Regions from separate parts of the Siniperca chuatsi genome. Here regions 1 and 2 are each linked to region 3. A link is a contact called in public Hi-C data. All regions are on one chromosome and are shown on one strand. Each heading gives the region's core, a stretch centred on a gene start, on an enhancer-like site or on the middle of the called end of the contact. The rest is flanking DNA. Distances are from core to core; before and after follow the strand shown. Region 1 overlaps jupa (junction plakoglobin a). Region 2 has its middle 7.7 kb from the start of krt94. Region 3 holds the start of krt99 (keratin 99).

Region 1 (2,700 bases), core at 120-2,619, 62 kb after region 3:
TCATGAAATAGGGTGCAATGTTAGAGTTTAAACTACATATTTGTATGGAAGCCTTGAGAGGCAAGAGAGAGGAAAAAAATTCTGGTGATCCATTTTCTAAGTCTGATCTAAATGGTTTTCTCTCCTGTGTTAGTGACCTAAGAACGGGTGGGGAATAAAGGTTTTGCCAGGTGAAAAGTGTTTGTTTTTCTAATACTCTTTCCAGCCACAAGAGGCTGAAGTGCACACTTTAGATTAGCACGGATTAAAATACATTTCTAGCCAAAAGAAAGTAATGACAGTAATGGTACATACTTGCTAACACACAATATACTGTATGTACCTTATGTTTAGAGTGCATGGAAAAATAAAAACTCACCTGGAAGAAAACACAAATGCTTTTAGTCCTATTTAGAACATGGGTTAGCGGTGCACTTCAGCCTCTTGTGGCCTGAAAGGAGTATTACAACAACAAACACTTGCATGATCCAGACAAAAAAAACATTTCACCTGCCAAAACTGTTTTCACAGGGGAAAAAAAGGAAGATTGTCCTGGCAAAACCAATATGTTTGTATCAGAGTAACTGATAGATGCCTCATAAGAAATCTATACATAGTAACTTTAAGTACACTTTTAATGGAGGTATTTACTTATGTCTTCTTCTATTTCTTATTTTATCTTACTGTTGCATTGTTATGTTATGGTATGGTTCATTAGATTGATACCACTCTTATGTCTGTACGTTAAATATGAAGCTAATGCCAGCAACCGGTTAGCTTAGCTTAGCTTAATCAAATTAAAAATGGGAGGTTGTAGTTGTACAGGGAGTTATATGCAGGACTATTTCCTGTCGTTTTTACTCAGTTTTCATGCAGATCAAACAAACAAGATATACCGTATTAATTAGTGACCTTTAGAGGTGCTGGTAGGCAGATTTTGTTACTTTTTGGACAGAGCCAGGCTAGCTGTTTTTCCCCCCCTGTTTCCAGTCTTTAGTCTAAGCTAAGCTAACCGGCTGCCGGTTCCAGCTTCATGTTTAGTGTACAAATATGAGAGGGGTATTGATGTTCTCATCTAACTCTCAGCGAGGAAGTGAATATGTGTGTTACCCAAAATATTAAACTATTCTCTTTAAGTAAAAAGTCAATTTGTGTTTTAGGTGGTTATATTTTTTGTTAAGGGAAAATGTTTAAAATGGCTTTTTATTAAATTTTGTCATTCCTTGGTTCAATCATCAGGCTTAGCTACTTGAAAGTATGTGTCTTTTTATATTACATTCACCTGTACCATGGCTGAATTATACTAGGCTCATACAGAGATATATGTTAATTGCGCACGTTGTGCTGTTAAAGCTTTAGAATTGATGTTGTAAATAATAATGCCTCAGGGCCTTCTATAAAAGAAAAAATACCTACAAGTCACTCATGCAGTAATTGTTATCAGCACTAAAACTATTGCGTTTTCACTGTTTTTATCTTTAAAACTTTAACCTCTGGTGCAGTCCAGACTTTAAGTGGACTTGATCTGTTTCTATTTCAATACACCCAGACTATTACACATTACTATTAAAAAGAGTGGGAGGTTTTTGTACATCGTTGAATGTGTCCTGATTCTTTCCCCCTTAGCTACTTATGCTGCAGCTGTGCTCTTCCGCATCTCCGAGGATAAGAACTCAGACTACAAGAAGCGAGTGTCTGTGGAGCTGACACACTCTCTGTTCAAACATGACCCTGCCGCCTGGGAGATGGTGAGTGTCTGGCGCCCTCCACTGCTAGGACAGGACAACTGAACAAAAGTCGATTTTTTTAATTTATTTTATTATTTTTTTTTTTTTATTATGCAAAGCAATTGGTTTTTAAGAAACTTTATTATATGCTCTTTAAGGACTATTAATAATCTTTCTATATAAAAGTGTTGACTTTTTTTGGCCTTTGCCCTCTTATGACCTCTCTGCAGGCCCACAACAGTGTCCCCATGGATGGACCCTATCCAGATGGTGAGTAACTATGGCAGAAATGTGCACATACAGCACATTCCTCAGCACTCGGTCACTCCACCACAGGGAGCGACCGCAGTGTTAAAATGCTGTACTCTGCTAACAGGTCGCCTCCCTGCTGAAAATAGTTTTTCTAGTTAAAAAAAAAAAAAAAAAAAGTACTCTGTGGTTATTCAGTAACTCGAGCAGCACAGGCCTAGCCTGCATTGATTTTTAATAATCTTTCTTACTTTGATACCTCCTTCAAATCAGTCACAAATTTGGCCTCGTCCTCTCCATCTATGTTCTGTGTTCTATTTTTGTTCTTTTATTCCCAAGCAATGTATATGGCCAAGTCATATTGTGTAAACAGGATTCAAATGGATGTAATGGAATACTTTACCTCAGAGCCTGATTCTTATCTCATTCACTTCAGCCTTTGCCTTTTCTTTGTTTTATTCTCAAATCGTATTCTCTTGATAGATCACTATCTGTTCGTCATTGCCGCGTCTAAAAGGTTTTCTCTCAGTCAGTCTCCTTCCTGGTGTTTCCTTATGTGTTTGCATCTTTCTCCTAATTCCCATACTTTTCCTTTCTTTCTACTTTCGCCTTGTATGGCCTCCCTCTCAGAGCTGGGAGACTCTATGGGGGGGGGAATGATTTCCACAAGCTTTTTATACAGCAGTATCATGACAGCAGCTGTAAATAAACCCTCCAAGTACAAGGGAAGTTAAATGACATACAG
Region 2 (2,700 bases), core at 71-2,570, 41 kb before region 3:
TACTGCTATTAACACAATATGCCATAGATGATTCGTCCATTTGTGCTATGAACAAAAGATTCTCAAATCCATTTTTTTTTAAAGTAACAGTCCTTAAACTGTCAAACATCTTTGCTGGATTTGTTCTTCAAACTGACATGTTAAAGTCTCTATGAATTGCCAAAATATTGAGAAACTGAGTCTGCTAATTTATGTTAATTTTGGAAAGCGCCGGCATATATTGAGCTGATTTCAGATGTGACAAATGGCTGTGTGGTTTTGGCTTTCACTAGGTGCAGCATATGTCAAATTTCTGTGGGTTTGAAAATAAGTTTGTTAAAATTAGTCTCTCTTGTCAACTCATTCTTAAATGTACAGGGAACCAGCACTTGGTGGCAGTATTGCCTTAACTTTTATGAGAAAAGGGAGTTGCCCAGGAAAGTCTGTAGCTAAAATGACCTAAATACCTCAAAATGCTGTCTTCTTACTGTTCAGTGCTAATATGCAAATACTGTAGTTTCATTTCTGTTTTGTTTATTTTGTAGTTGCTAGTTGATTTAATTTATTCACTTATACATTTCACTTGTTGCTGAGATTTTTCCCCTTCCTAACATTGATTTTAAAGTATTGCATACAGAACATCAAGTTGATTATTACTACTGTTTACCTTTTTTATGGCTGGTGCAATGAATGCAGTTTATTGTGAGCCTTTAAGGCACATTCACACAAACTTACAGAATTTGGAAAATCAGGGTCATATAAGTGTTTACAGTCAGTAGCAGTTTTGTAGGGAAAGTGTGCCTCACTGCCTCTGAGCAACTTTGATCAGTAGTTCTTTCACTGGGTAGTTACTGAGTTTTGTGTATCTTAATAGGGATTTCAACAGAAAGTATTTCTTTAAACACTTATTATATCTAGGTTTGGGTTTCTCCACCCAGTGCATGCTGGGATATGCTCCAGCCCATGGGAAGCTTTGAAGTGAATGTGATCACTACAGAAAAATGCAACCGGATCAGACTTGTTCTTTGTATAAGATCCCTCTTTGATGATAGCATGCACTGTATATAGAATGCTGCTAAGCTGTTGTAAAGCACTGTATGCCCTGCCGAAGTAGGTCCATCCTGGTCTTAAGGCTCCTGGAATTGTATGTAGGGTGTGGTTCCTTGAACCAGCCCTACCTGTTAAACTCCCAACTTTCAGCCATCCCCCACTGCCCAGTCAGAGCCATGTGCTTTCTTATTAAAAAAGGAGACGATACTCAATGTCAGTGACTATGTTTTAGTGGTGGGAATGGACTGATAGGGACTGTTCTCGCTTGCACAGGTATGCAAATGGACAAAAAAAAATCCCATCTATCTCATGCTTGGCATGGCCTGAGAGCCCCTGAAGGGGATTTGGTCCTGTTCCACTCTCTACCACTCAACTGTTTCTACGCCTCGCTGCAGCTCGGGCAGAGTTTGAAAACTTTCACAGTGAGGTCTGATGCCATACAGAGTCTGAGACCTTTAGCAAAGAGGTTAGGCATTCCTCTCAGCTTGTGTGTCAAACCTAACACTGCTCCAGAATAGAGTGTGCCATCGAGTGAAGAATGTTCCTCCTCTCCGCAACCCCTTAATGGACTTTTTGACCGGACACATCAACATTCCTGCTGATATGCTCCAGTTGCAGACAGGAGTAATACTTAATAAACATTTCACTGATATGAAAGATTAATGTGATTTGGTAAAATTCCACATTGAAATACAGCAGCCCCACACTGAAGTGATTTTTTCTGATTCTGACTTTTTACATTCTTTAATTAAATCAGTCAATACTTCAATACTGTAAATTTGGTTAATAGTGTAAAGAAATAGTTGATAGGGACATATGATTCACTTTCTTGCAGAGAGTTAGATGAGAAGACTGATACCACTGTATGTCTGTACGCTAAGCTACCACCAGCTGCCGGATAGCTTAGCTTAGCACAAAGACTAGGAGCAGAGGGAAACCGCTAGCGTGGCGCTGTCCTGAGGTAACAAAATCCACCTACCATCACCACTAAAGCTGACTAATTAACACGTTGTATCTTATTTTTTAAATATATACAAGAAATATAGTGTAAAAACAACCCCTGCCCCTATTTCCAGTCTTTGTGCTAAGCAAAGCTAAAACCAACTGCTGGTAGCTTCAAATTTAGCATACAGACATGAAACTGGTATCAATCTTCTCAAGAAAGTGAATAAGAGTATTTCAAACTATGAGTATACTGCTATTTTCTGTGTAATTCTGAAGCTTACTGCATTAAATAAATTGTCAAAAACATACTGTGACTTACAGTTTACAGACTAGGGATTTAGTTGCAGGATAAGGAAAGATTACACATACATAGTGGGAAAGTCCCTGTGGCTTCCGCAGTTTCAATATCAAGACACAATGTCATGTTCTCACCATGAACTTGTCAGTAATTGAACTGAACTCTCGTTATGCCAAGTATTTCATGACATCAAGTGTGTAACATCTTCTTTTCCTCTCTGATCTTACTCTCTGCTTGCCTCAGGCTAGCCTTGGATGGCAGACAACCATGACAGGGAGAAATGACTGTCTGCAACTTCGCATTGCTTCCTGTCATATTCCTTTGTGTGGCCATGTGCAGACAGTCTGCCTATTCATGTTGTAAATAATAACCTAACTGCTACTCAGTGTAGGCTTTCTTGTTTGTCTTCCCCTTATCTCCTTATCTAT
Region 3 (2,700 bases), core at 118-2,617:
AATCAGAGGCGTCTGACGCCCATTCAAGCACGTGCCCCACCAGATTTTTGATATCTGGTAATATATTTTTACTTTATTTAATATTTAATTTTATTACTAGTATTTTTTATATGTAGTTAGGATCATTTTATACTATGAGTCAAACGTATTCTTCCAATTATGTCACAGATCATATCACAAAAAGTCACATGCCCCCTTTCCCTGTGGTATTGGTTTCTCCCTAAAGTTGCAGTTGCTGGAGGAGATGCAGTGCTACAGCTTCACGGTGTGTTGCTGAAGTAGACACACTTTATATCAGTGCGTGTTGGTGTGGTTACAGGTTATATGTACGTAGGCTCGTGGTGATGATGGATCTTTGAAGGAGGCTGAGCAGTTTGGACAATAGCTGACAACTGCTCAGTCTGAGCCTTTCATCATGCTGCTTCCTGTGCATTGTGTTTTAAAATGCAGCTATATATATATGTATAGGCAGGTTCCTTTCATCTGTGGCTTTGTTATCTGTGTTCTCTAAATTAATTTGCTTTGTGGATATAGTGTTTCTATGTGAATTTATGCCCCTTGAAATGTTTTGGGTGAAGCTCTTTTTCACAGAAAAGTGGCAGCAGTGCAGAAGTGAGTGTCATTTTCATTAACCACAACAGCACAAATCATTGACATAAATATATCTAAATAAACATACAGTATTTACCGTAATATAAAGTAGGAGATTACTGAGCTACAAAAACTGATATAGTGAAGTTTTAAAATAAGTCTTTGAATATGCAGTATGTGTCACTGCATGTGTCAGAAAACACTTTGTCCATAATTACAGAAGGTCTGACAAAGCTTCCCAGGACTGTGCAGCAGTGGCAAAGGTGTGTGTTCTCGGAGTGCTTACAACGCTTTAAGAAAAGCACAGGAAAGCGGGAGTGTTGCAGCCAACAGCGTGCAGCAATTTGTAGGTATCATCATCATCATCATCATGCCTTACCTTCTCCAGGTAGGAGGCCAGGCGGTCGTTGAGGTTCTGCATGGTCACCTTCCCGTTATTCATCACTCCAGTCTCGCCGTACGGGGTCAGTGACCTGGAGGAGAAGACTGAGTGGGACTGGGAGATGCGGGTCCCGTAACCTCCCGCGCCCCCATACACGCTGGGCGCGCGGGTCTGGAAGGGGCCCGTGGAGATGCGGGTCTGGCCGGCTCCGACAAACTGCATCCCTCCGCTCAGGCTGATGGCACTGGTGTTGGAGATGCTGCGGGAGCTGTAGCTGCTCTGGCTGGCGAGACTGACAGACATGGTGAGAGGTGGTGGTGACCTGCAGGTGATGAGCACAGCTGGAGAGTGTGCGAGGAGTGACCCTGCCTGAGACAACTGGGCATTTTATAGGACTCTGAGAGAAGGAGACAGCGTCGGTCCAATGCCACAGCAATGTGTGGTATTCAGTTGATAGATTTTTGAAAACCTAATATCTGGGTGTGAACAGTATTAGTGACGCTCTGTGGAAGACAGGTTGAACATCTAGTTGGGCAGCTTGATGGCTGGCTAACTGATAACTAGCCAGGTATGAAGATTAGTATTTTTCTTTTCTTCAATGTCAGTTATACTTAGCCTGCTGCAGCGTGTTTAAATGCCACACAGTTATCTGGCTGAACAACTGCTCAGGCATCTAAGAGGAGCGTTTAGCACATTATGTTCTCAGCAATGTTTATAGGTCAGATGTTCAATGTATGTTTCCCTGCGTCAATATGTTGAAATCAGCTCAAAACTCAACACAAAAGGCTAGACCAACTCAGAACAAAAGAAGAGCAACAGAACAACTCTGAGAACAAGTGGCTCTGGAGTGGTACGACGTAATTTTAAGAGGTTCCACTTACCGCAATAGTGTGCGTCTCCTCTTTCAAACCATAATTTGAAACTCTATGATAAAGTCATGGTTAATAGGGTTAACCCTAACCACTCATTTTTAATCAATAATTTTTTTTATATGTGTAAATCTTTAAATTGCTAGGAAGACAGATGTAAAGCGTGTCTTATGTTAAGGGAACACGGGGCCCTGGGGACATAGGGATGACCCCATTTTGAAGGACATAGCGTAGCATAGCTACATAGCCTAGTATGTCCGAGACCATGTCACTTTTGATAGAAGAAATAACACAATCCTCATCTTACAAATGAAAAGTTGGATTTATAAGAAATAAAACAAAACCTTAATGTTACTAAAATTCCTACATTTAGGGGTTTTGGGGTTACAGCCTTATGACCAGTAGCTTATGGTGGCTAATGTTAGCTACGGTTAGCAAACATTAGATACATATTTCTGTGTAACTGAGTTCATTTTCGGACTCTTTTCTTTTTGTGCCACTGTTACACTGTTGTAGCATTTACCATCACCCTTTCATTGTGGCTTGTGGCCACAGTGGCCACTGTTCGGCTGAAGTTAGGCTACACATAAACGCGCTTTAAGGTAAGAAATATTTTGACAAACTGCAAATGTGCAACTTTACTGTCACTTTTCCGGACTCTTAAATGGAGGTCAACAGGTGCATCGCCGCATAGAGGGAGATCGACCTTTCTTTATGTTCACCTAGACCCTCTAAGGGTGGCACGAGGGCGTAGAATATCCAGTGACTACTGAATTGTCCCTAGCAATAATTTTGAATATAACCACTGTTGTCCATCAGTGTCTAGTCAATGCATTTGGTAGGTTACACAAACGGTCA

What was found. Hi-C and Micro-C count contacts between places; a contact is called where the count stands out from the background.
Region 1: a contact with region 3 is called in a Hi-C map of liver, with 2.0 times the contacts expected there. The contact joins the enhancer-like site here to the promoter of krt99 in region 3. A contact is called at or near these places in 3 of 3 Hi-C or Micro-C datasets (liver, skeletal muscle and an unstated tissue).
Region 2: a contact with region 3 is called in a Hi-C map of an unstated tissue, with 5 times the contacts expected there. The contact joins the enhancer-like site here to the promoter of krt99 in region 3. A contact is called at or near these places in 2 of 3 Hi-C or Micro-C datasets (skeletal muscle and an unstated tissue).

The regions. Positions count from the first base shown.
Region 1 is chrLG3:24,464,565-24,467,264 of ASM2008510v1, reverse strand. jupa (junction plakoglobin a) reads left to right here. Exons shown (of 16, transcript XM_044191421.1): 13 at 1,606-1,727; 14 at 1,937-1,976. Among protein-coding and RNA genes, the nearest start is that of jupa, 17 kb to the left of the region's middle. Within about 2 kb of position 1,369, the one cell type or tissue checked has an H3K27ac peak away from gene starts, as active enhancers do. A contact at or near this core is called in liver, where this site is marked.
Region 2 is chrLG3:24,568,266-24,570,965 of ASM2008510v1, reverse strand. No RefSeq gene overlaps it. Among protein-coding and RNA genes, the nearest start is that of krt94, 7.7 kb to the right of the region's middle. Within about 2 kb of position 1,320, the one cell type or tissue checked has an H3K27ac peak away from gene starts, as active enhancers do.
Region 3 is chrLG3:24,526,900-24,529,599 of ASM2008510v1, reverse strand. krt99 (keratin 99) reads right to left here and starts at 1,367. Exons shown (of 9, transcript XM_044191424.1): 1 at 971-1,367. The coding sequence starts at 1,276.